2 separate regions of the Mus musculus genome follow, and region 1 is linked to region 2. A link is a contact called in public Hi-C data. All regions are on one chromosome and are shown on one strand. The core of a region is the stretch at or near the end of the contact, and the rest is flanking DNA. Distances in the headings are between cores, read along the strand shown.

Region 1 (3,763 bases), core at 267-2,766, 230 kb after region 2:
ATCACTCCATGGCACTTGGCATGAAGGAAGCCAGCGAAGGTGTACGAATTCTCAGTATTGCTGTGATTGTCTCACACACACACACAACACACACACACACACACACACACACGATTTCACACCAGACACTCTGTATTTCGGTGGCACTGGGGAGGGTTGGTTGCACACTCCCCAATCTTTAACAACTCTGAAGAACACAGTGTTCTATTAGGTCAGCCCCCAAAAGGTCACAGTGATGACATGATTCTTTTGTGTAGCTGTCAGGGTGGACATGGGCATGAGTGGTGGATATGACCTATTGCCTCTGGAGGCTTCCCAGATGAGCCCAGTCTCTTAGCCAAAGAGACATAAAGACTACTGCAGAGGAGTCTTACTTTGAACACTGCTGGAGTACCAGCTAGACACCAGATAGTTACACGCACACAGGGGGTGGGGGGAGTTTAATATTCAGCTTATATACCCACCAAACCTTGTCTTCCCTTGCTTCTTCATCTACTCTTCCCCACTACTGCCCTATACTCTTTTCCTTCTAACCCTCCAAACATGTTTTAAAGGCAAATAAGCAAAAGTTGGGTGGCACATAAGTTGGGTGCACATAAGTTGGGTGGCATGTAGATTGGGTATCACATAAGCATAGCCCATGAACAGAAGGCAGACAGCTGAGAAGAAAGATCTCTTCACTTGCAGGGGACTTGGGTAACACAGGTTTGCCACAATCCAACCAAGCTGCCTGAGTTTTTTTTTTTTTTTTTTTTTTTGTTAAGAGGGAAGAACAGAATCAGAGAAGCAGTTTCGATAATAAGATGACTTTCCCCATCTCAGTCTAATATCTGGGGAATAGAACCCTGTGTTCCAAGGGCAGATGTGATTATGACACACAGTCCACAGTGTTTTTCTTTGTGAGGATTTGGCCTGAAATTGGGGGGCTACTGGGAGGCGAATGAATAAATAGGGTTGAAGACTCCGTGATTCGTTAGAGACAAATAGAAATATGTTTGTGTCTCAGCGTCTCCCACCACCACTATCATTTTATTACCGGCTTAGGGTAGAATATCATTTGGAATTTATCAACAAGCCGTCTCCCAAGCTTTTTCGGACACTGTTTTCAAATTAAGGAACAGAATCCAAGTCTCATGAGCTTGTTTTTCATTAACTTAACAGAGAAACTATACTCTCAGAATGAGAGATTGGAGCCAGGATGTGGGTTCACTGAATTCTCAGAGCAGAGTGCTTTTGGTGTGTGGTGTGCTACAGTTAGTGCGTGGATGGTTGTTCTATGACACTGAAAATATGGCTTGGTCTCATGTAAGCTGACTTTTGGTTTCATTTCCTGGGTGATTCTTGCAGCTTTATAACAATGGATTTCCAAAATATCTAAATGTTCCTTGTCCCCTGCCATGAATAGGTACTGTCAAGTCATCCGGGTTTTTGGATATCTCTAATGTTAAGTATTTCAACGTGGGTACAACTGGATTACAGAGAGCAAAGGGAAACAGGAAGCGCCACAATGGAAGGCTAGAAATAAGAGGTGCTCTTTAGACCATGTGAGATCAGAGGTAAGTGGCTCACTTCTCATGTATTGGGCACTCAGATGGAGCGATTTAGATATGTCATTATCCCTTTTAATCCTCATAAGGCTTGGGAGGCAAATGTCTGAAAAGCTACCACACAAATTAGAAAAGTTGACATCAGCAGAGAAGTCAGGGGGTGTCACTCTCAAGATTTGGATCTAATTTGCCTAATATTACACCTACATGACCCTGTCTCAGATGCATCTCGAACTCCTCTCACTAGATATTGGGGGTTGTGGTCTGTAATATCACAGAGTGACCCCAAGGCTTCTCCAAAGAATGACCCAGCTGTCTTCTGCAAAGGGCTCCACACCAAGTCGATGGCAAGAGCAAGAAAGGACTCTAGGTAGCTGAGACAAACCTAAAACTACCTGTGCAGCCAGAGGTGTGGAAGCTGCTCTGTACAGACATGAGATGTTTGATAAATAACTGTGTTAGGTGGGCAGTCCTCTGTTGACAATACCTCGGAGCCTGAATCATCTAATACTCTCTATTACTTTTGACCTCACTGTGGTCCAAATTACCTGGTAGAGACAATTTGGGGGCAGATGGGTATGTTTGGCTCATGGTTTCTGAGTGTTCTATTCATGGTTGCTTCTCTCCAACCCTGGCCCCAGCTGCTGCTCTGCAGAGCATCAGGGTAGCTGTCACGGGCATGCTGTGGTAAAACGGAAGTGTTTCATCTCATGGTGGACAGAAGGCAGAAAAGAGGGAGGGAGTAACCTGGCAATAAGAAATGTCTTCATATCCGATGATTTCATTCAACCAGGACTCATCTTCCCAGAATCTCCCAAAGCCAGCATTAAGGAGGAAGCATTCAACACAACAAGCATATCCCTCCCTTAGGGAGCATATTCAAATGTTCCATATTCAAATGGTGACATAGCTGGCCAGGATTCAGAAGTTCTCTTTGCCTCTAGGTATCTGCAATAAATATGGGCCCACGTCTTAGGTATCACACAGCTATATGAACCTGTGGTAATTATTATTTACACAACATCTTCATTTTTCTATGCTACACTCCAAAGAGGGCTGGCGCTCACAGATTTTCTGGGCATTTACTAACATGCATCATTCTTAATACAACTGAATTCATACTTGAGATGCACATCATAAAAGCACAAAACCTCCCACGAGTCAAAAACCCAGCACTGGATTGCACTGGAGTTTATTTCTAGAGGAACTAACATGACCACTAGATGGCACCGGAGTCTGGGTTCATCTTTCTGTTTCCAGAACCAGCTCTAACAAGACACCTGTAAAACCATAAATTTCAGAGTCAGTTGTTTGTTTATCTCATGTGGTACAAGGCATTATGATTTTTTGTTTGAGCTCCAGCATTTCCCTTCCAATAAATGAACACAGGGCCAGCTCTGACACTGAAGCCAACTCTTGACAAGTCTATTTTAAGATCCCTTAAAGAACTTCCTGTAAAACATTCAGGTTCCCACAATTGAAAGAATAATTGTAATCTACGTTTTTAAAACCTGCAGCAAGGCATGTGTCTAGAAAAAGCAGCAGTTCAGTTGTTAACTTATCGTGTTCATTTGGATTTCAGCTGCAGCCTGGAAGTCACCCAATAAACATGGGGTTAAGTCTGCTAGTATTGCAAGGCCCAGAAGGACATGAAGATACAATGACACCGTGCATGGATTTGAAAATAAGCAAAGGACTGGGCACGATTGGTTTGTATGCCACGAAGAAAGCCAGTGAGTAATGTGAAGAACATAAATACAAGCATATGTAAGGCCTTGAGAGCTGGCTCAGTGGGTAAGGAACCTGCAGCTCTTCCAGGGGACCTAAGTTTAAATCCCATGCCCCATGTGAAAATCCTGCCATGGTTGTATGTGCACCTATAACCACAGTACCGTAAGGGCCAGAAGCAAGAGGATTGCTCGGGCTTGCTGGGTGCCAGCTCTGCCCCAACTTCAGTGAAAGACCCTATCTCAAAGAGATAATGTGGAAAGTAATAGAGAGGGGTGCTCAGAGGCCTTCCTCCTCTAGCTTACCCTCAGAGGTACCTATAACTGCACATGAATGTGCACCTATAATGTATATACATATACACACATACATACATGCATATGTGCATATCTACATACATATACACATACATACATATACATGCATGCATATGCACATGCATACACAAATGAATGTGTGTGTGTGTGTGTGTGTGTGTGTGTGTGTGT
Region 2 (3,849 bases), core at 256-2,755:
GGCGAAATGATTGCGCTCGAAACCACAATTTCTTAGGCTCTTCGGCAGAAAAGCAGTATTTGTGTTTCCCACAGCATGGCGGGGGTGGTTGACTAATAAACGCTTGCATGTTATTTCAAAGATGACAAGGGCCAGCTATTACAGTGTATTATTATCTCATTCTCTTTCCCGAGCTGGTGTGAGTGTTGGGTTACGGCTGGCTCGCCCATCTACTTACGCATGTTCTCTTCACTGGAGGAGTCAAATTTCAGCCTAGCACAATCGATGAATGTTTATGAGGCTCATTATGGGTCTAGACTCCCCTCATGCTCAGTGCCATTATGAGCAAACACTAAGGCTTGGCTTTGAACCTCGTGGTATCTTATGCTGACCGGCTTCACTTACATCCTGGTTTGTGTACTTGGGGTCCTGTTTCTGTATTCTGTAGAATGCTTGGCCACTTGCTGGCATCACATAACTGTCCAATAAAAGTAGTGATAAAGTTGTAAATTGTTCTCTTGATTTGCCTCCATATTAAAAAATAGACTACACAGGAAGAAATACGTTCTCATGGTTTTTGGCAAAAGACAATTCAAAGCCTTTGTTAATGGGAACACAGACTCTTCTCTCTCCTGCTTAGTAATCAGGAAGATGAAAACTATTTACGCAAAGAATCCTGGCTGGATCATCCTTAAATCATTTATAACTCACTGAGTGCTTTGAATAATGGAGAAGCTAGGGGGGCCTCTGATTCAATTTTATCTCCTTTGTTTCTTTACTATCTTTGTGCTTTCTTACATTTAGAAGAATGTTACAAAAAAGAGGGTTGGGATTTTTTTTTAAAGAAAAGCTATTAAAAGCTTTTAGGAGGACTTGAGCTTTAATCAAACCTTTCTGTATTCAGGGAGGCCAAATCTCCATGGACCTGGAGACAGCCTGAACGTTAAGCATTTGAAAAGCAAACTAAATTCATGAGCTAAGCCTTGCTTCCTTCCCCTGTCAGCCTTATCATTCTTATAATAGATGCGACATTAGCTCAGTACATTCTATGACACAAAGTCTCCATTAGATCACAGTATCAAATGATGGGAGCGCATATTTACCTGACATTTTTCATTTATAAGTGCTACATTGCATATGTATTCATCTTCCTAGGCTAATTACTAAAAATAAAAAAAAAAAACCCAAAACCTCGGTAGTTTAAAAACTGTAGCTATCTTCCATGTTACAGTTCTGGGCCCAGCTCAGCTCAGCAGGCTCTCAGATCTATCTCAGCTGCTGAAATCAAAGCTGTACATGGTGTAATTGCTTGCAGGAGGCTCTAGGGCTGGGTTCAACTCTGAGCCTTTTTACACGGTTCTCAGAGCCCCATTCCGTAGGACTGTGGTTTCTGCTTCCTTCCTGGGTATTACGTAGATGTTTTTCTCAATAAGTACAGGCTACCTGCCTCTGATGACTAACCAGCTCCTCTCTCTCTCTGTAAAGCTAGACATCAAAGATCAAGTCCTTTTACGTGTTGAACCTTTAGCTCTCCTCTCTTCTCAATGGCTCACTTGATTCGATTAGGCTCACCCCAATAACCTAGAGCAATCTTACCATATCCTTATCTGGAAACTCCATTCTGCCCTCTAGTTCTTTTGCCATGTCAGCTTTGTACGACTCTGTGGTCAGGAAAGTCCATATTTTCCTTAGCTTATGGTGTGCATTAGGCAAGGGTTGCAGCGTTAGTCTGAAAGGCTTGTTTTTATTTTATGTGTCCAGCACATGTCTGTGCACAGTGACCCTGCAGAGCCCATGAGGGATGGTTGTGAGCTACCTTGCAGTTGCTGGGAACTGAGTTCTGATCCTTTGAAAGGTGACAAGTCCTCTTAGCTACTGATCCATCTCTACAGCCTCAGCTATCCTCATTTATAGATGAAGGAAGGCAGTGTCTTTGTGGTGTAATTAGTAATGATAATGAGAAGGTCAGTGGCTGGAGATCTTAGTTTCTGCTATTGTTAGCTTTAATTAACATTCAAGAATGCACAGCAAAATATTTCATCTGGGGACGTGAAGATGAAAGATACAGCTTATAATAGTTAATCTTCGCTGTTAAAATACCTGGACTTAAAATCAACCAGAAGCCCTACCTCTGTATTATCCTGTGAGGGCATTTTTCAGAGAGGTAGGTCCCATCTAAATGTGTGTCACGCCATCTCATTATCCCTGGTCCTAGTCTGAATAAAGAGGGAACCATGAGCTGAACACCCACATTTATCTCTCTCTGTTTCCCTGGAGATGTAACGTGACTAGCTGCTTCATTCTCCTGTCAGCATGGCTTCCCATGGTGATGGTCTGTATCCCTTCAAACAGTGAGCCAAAAGAAGTCCTTCCCTGCTTAAGTTGCTTTAGACAGACGCTGTGTCACAGCCATAAAAATAAGTGGTTCAAAGCAACCACACTCCTGCACCAAAACCCACACAGATACATACACAGACATTTTAAAAAAAATTAATATTTATAGAATTTGTATTTTTTTTTCTGTGTGAGTGTATGCATGCAAACCTGGGCGTGAAGCAATGGAGGGCCATGAAATCATACGCTAGGGAAGGCATCCATGTATAATGTGCCCTCACACTTAGGGATGCAAAGACATGGGGTTGAATGGAATAGACTAGACTAGGCTAGACTAAACTAGAAGGCTATGAAAGGAAAAAAAAAGAAAAAGAAAAAAGAAAATGAGTTTAGAGCTCTGATCCCAGCACTCGGGAGTTTGCAGCAGGAGAGACGAGTTTACAGAAGTCGAATCACAAACGATTTTTTTTTTAACCTCAACAACCAACACCAAACAAAAAATATCCAAGTCAAAACTGTTGATTGCTCGGTAGCTTTCTTTTCCACAGAACAGTTTTCTTGCTTGAGGCAATAGGACACAGGCTGATTATCCTGACCTGGGTATTTAAATATGGTCTTCAAGGTGAGCAAATGCATCTCATTCAGAGGAGGCAAGTGATAGTTTTTGTTCTCCATGAGGACATTTGGGTTTTCAAGTTTAGCATCTGAATCCTTAAAGGTTTTTCTGGTTTTGCTGTGTTTGTTTCTGAGACAGGGTCTGACCATGTGGTCCAGGCTGGTGATTTGGTCCAGGCTGACCTCGAATTCACCAGCCTGTCAAGTACTGAGATTATAGACATGTGTCACCTCATGTAGCTTAAAGGTTCTTCTCTGACAAAATTTGATGGTGTGTTGATTGATATACTTTGTTATAGCTTCATGTCATTATTGGGATTGTTTAAATAATTTAGTGACTCAGGTTTTCAAAATTGCCAATTCGAGATACTCCAAACTGCTCATGGGTAACAATCCACCAAAAGTGAAAGACAGGCACATAGATGGCTGAGCACTACGGAGAAAAGGCTCACCCAATGTGTGTCTAGATCTACACACAATTTAATTTAAAAACACTGTCATTTGTTTGCGTGTTGGACCAAAGGATACCAACACTGGCCTAAAATTATTGATAACGGCTGGAGATCTAGTTAAATTCAGAGTGCTTGCTTAGCATGCATGAAACCCTGGGTTTGATGTCCAGCCCTATAAAAACTGGACATGGTGGTACATACCTGCCAACCAGCACTTGGGAAGTGGAAGAGCAAAGATCAAAAATGGAACACCACTCTCCTCCACATAGAATGCTCGAGTCCAGCCTAGACTATACGAAATCTTCCTTGTCTCTAAAAGACGAGAAGAACATACATCAAAAACTTGCACATGGGCTGGAAAGATGGCTCAGTGGTTAAGAGCACTGGCTGCTCTTCCTAAGGTTCTGAGTTCAAATCCCAGCAACCACAGGCAAACATGCGGGCAGAATGCTATAGACATAATAAATAA

What was found. A called contact is a pair of places that touch in the nucleus more often than the background predicts.
Region 1: a contact with region 2 is called in a Hi-C map of CD4 T cells, with 3 times the contacts expected there. The contact joins two enhancer-like sites. A contact is called at or near these places in 6 of 484 Hi-C or Micro-C datasets (B cells, CD4 T cells, embryonic stem cells and 2 more) and 1 of 115 datasets of contacts at active chromatin or transcription factors (pancreatic cancer cells).

What each region holds. Positions count from the first base shown.
Region 1 is chr10:68,900,080-68,903,842 of GRCm38.p6, forward strand. No RefSeq gene overlaps it. Among named protein-coding and RNA genes, the nearest start is that of Gm32931, 79 kb to the left of the region's middle. Within about 2 kb of position 1,517, at least 8 of the 459 cell types and tissues checked have an H3K27ac peak or open chromatin away from gene starts, as enhancers often do.
Region 2 is chr10:68,672,331-68,676,179 of GRCm38.p6, forward strand. No RefSeq gene overlaps it. Among named protein-coding and RNA genes, the nearest start is that of Tmem26, 49 kb to the right of the region's middle. Within about 2 kb of position 1,506, at least 60 of the 459 cell types and tissues checked have an H3K27ac peak or open chromatin away from gene starts, as enhancers often do.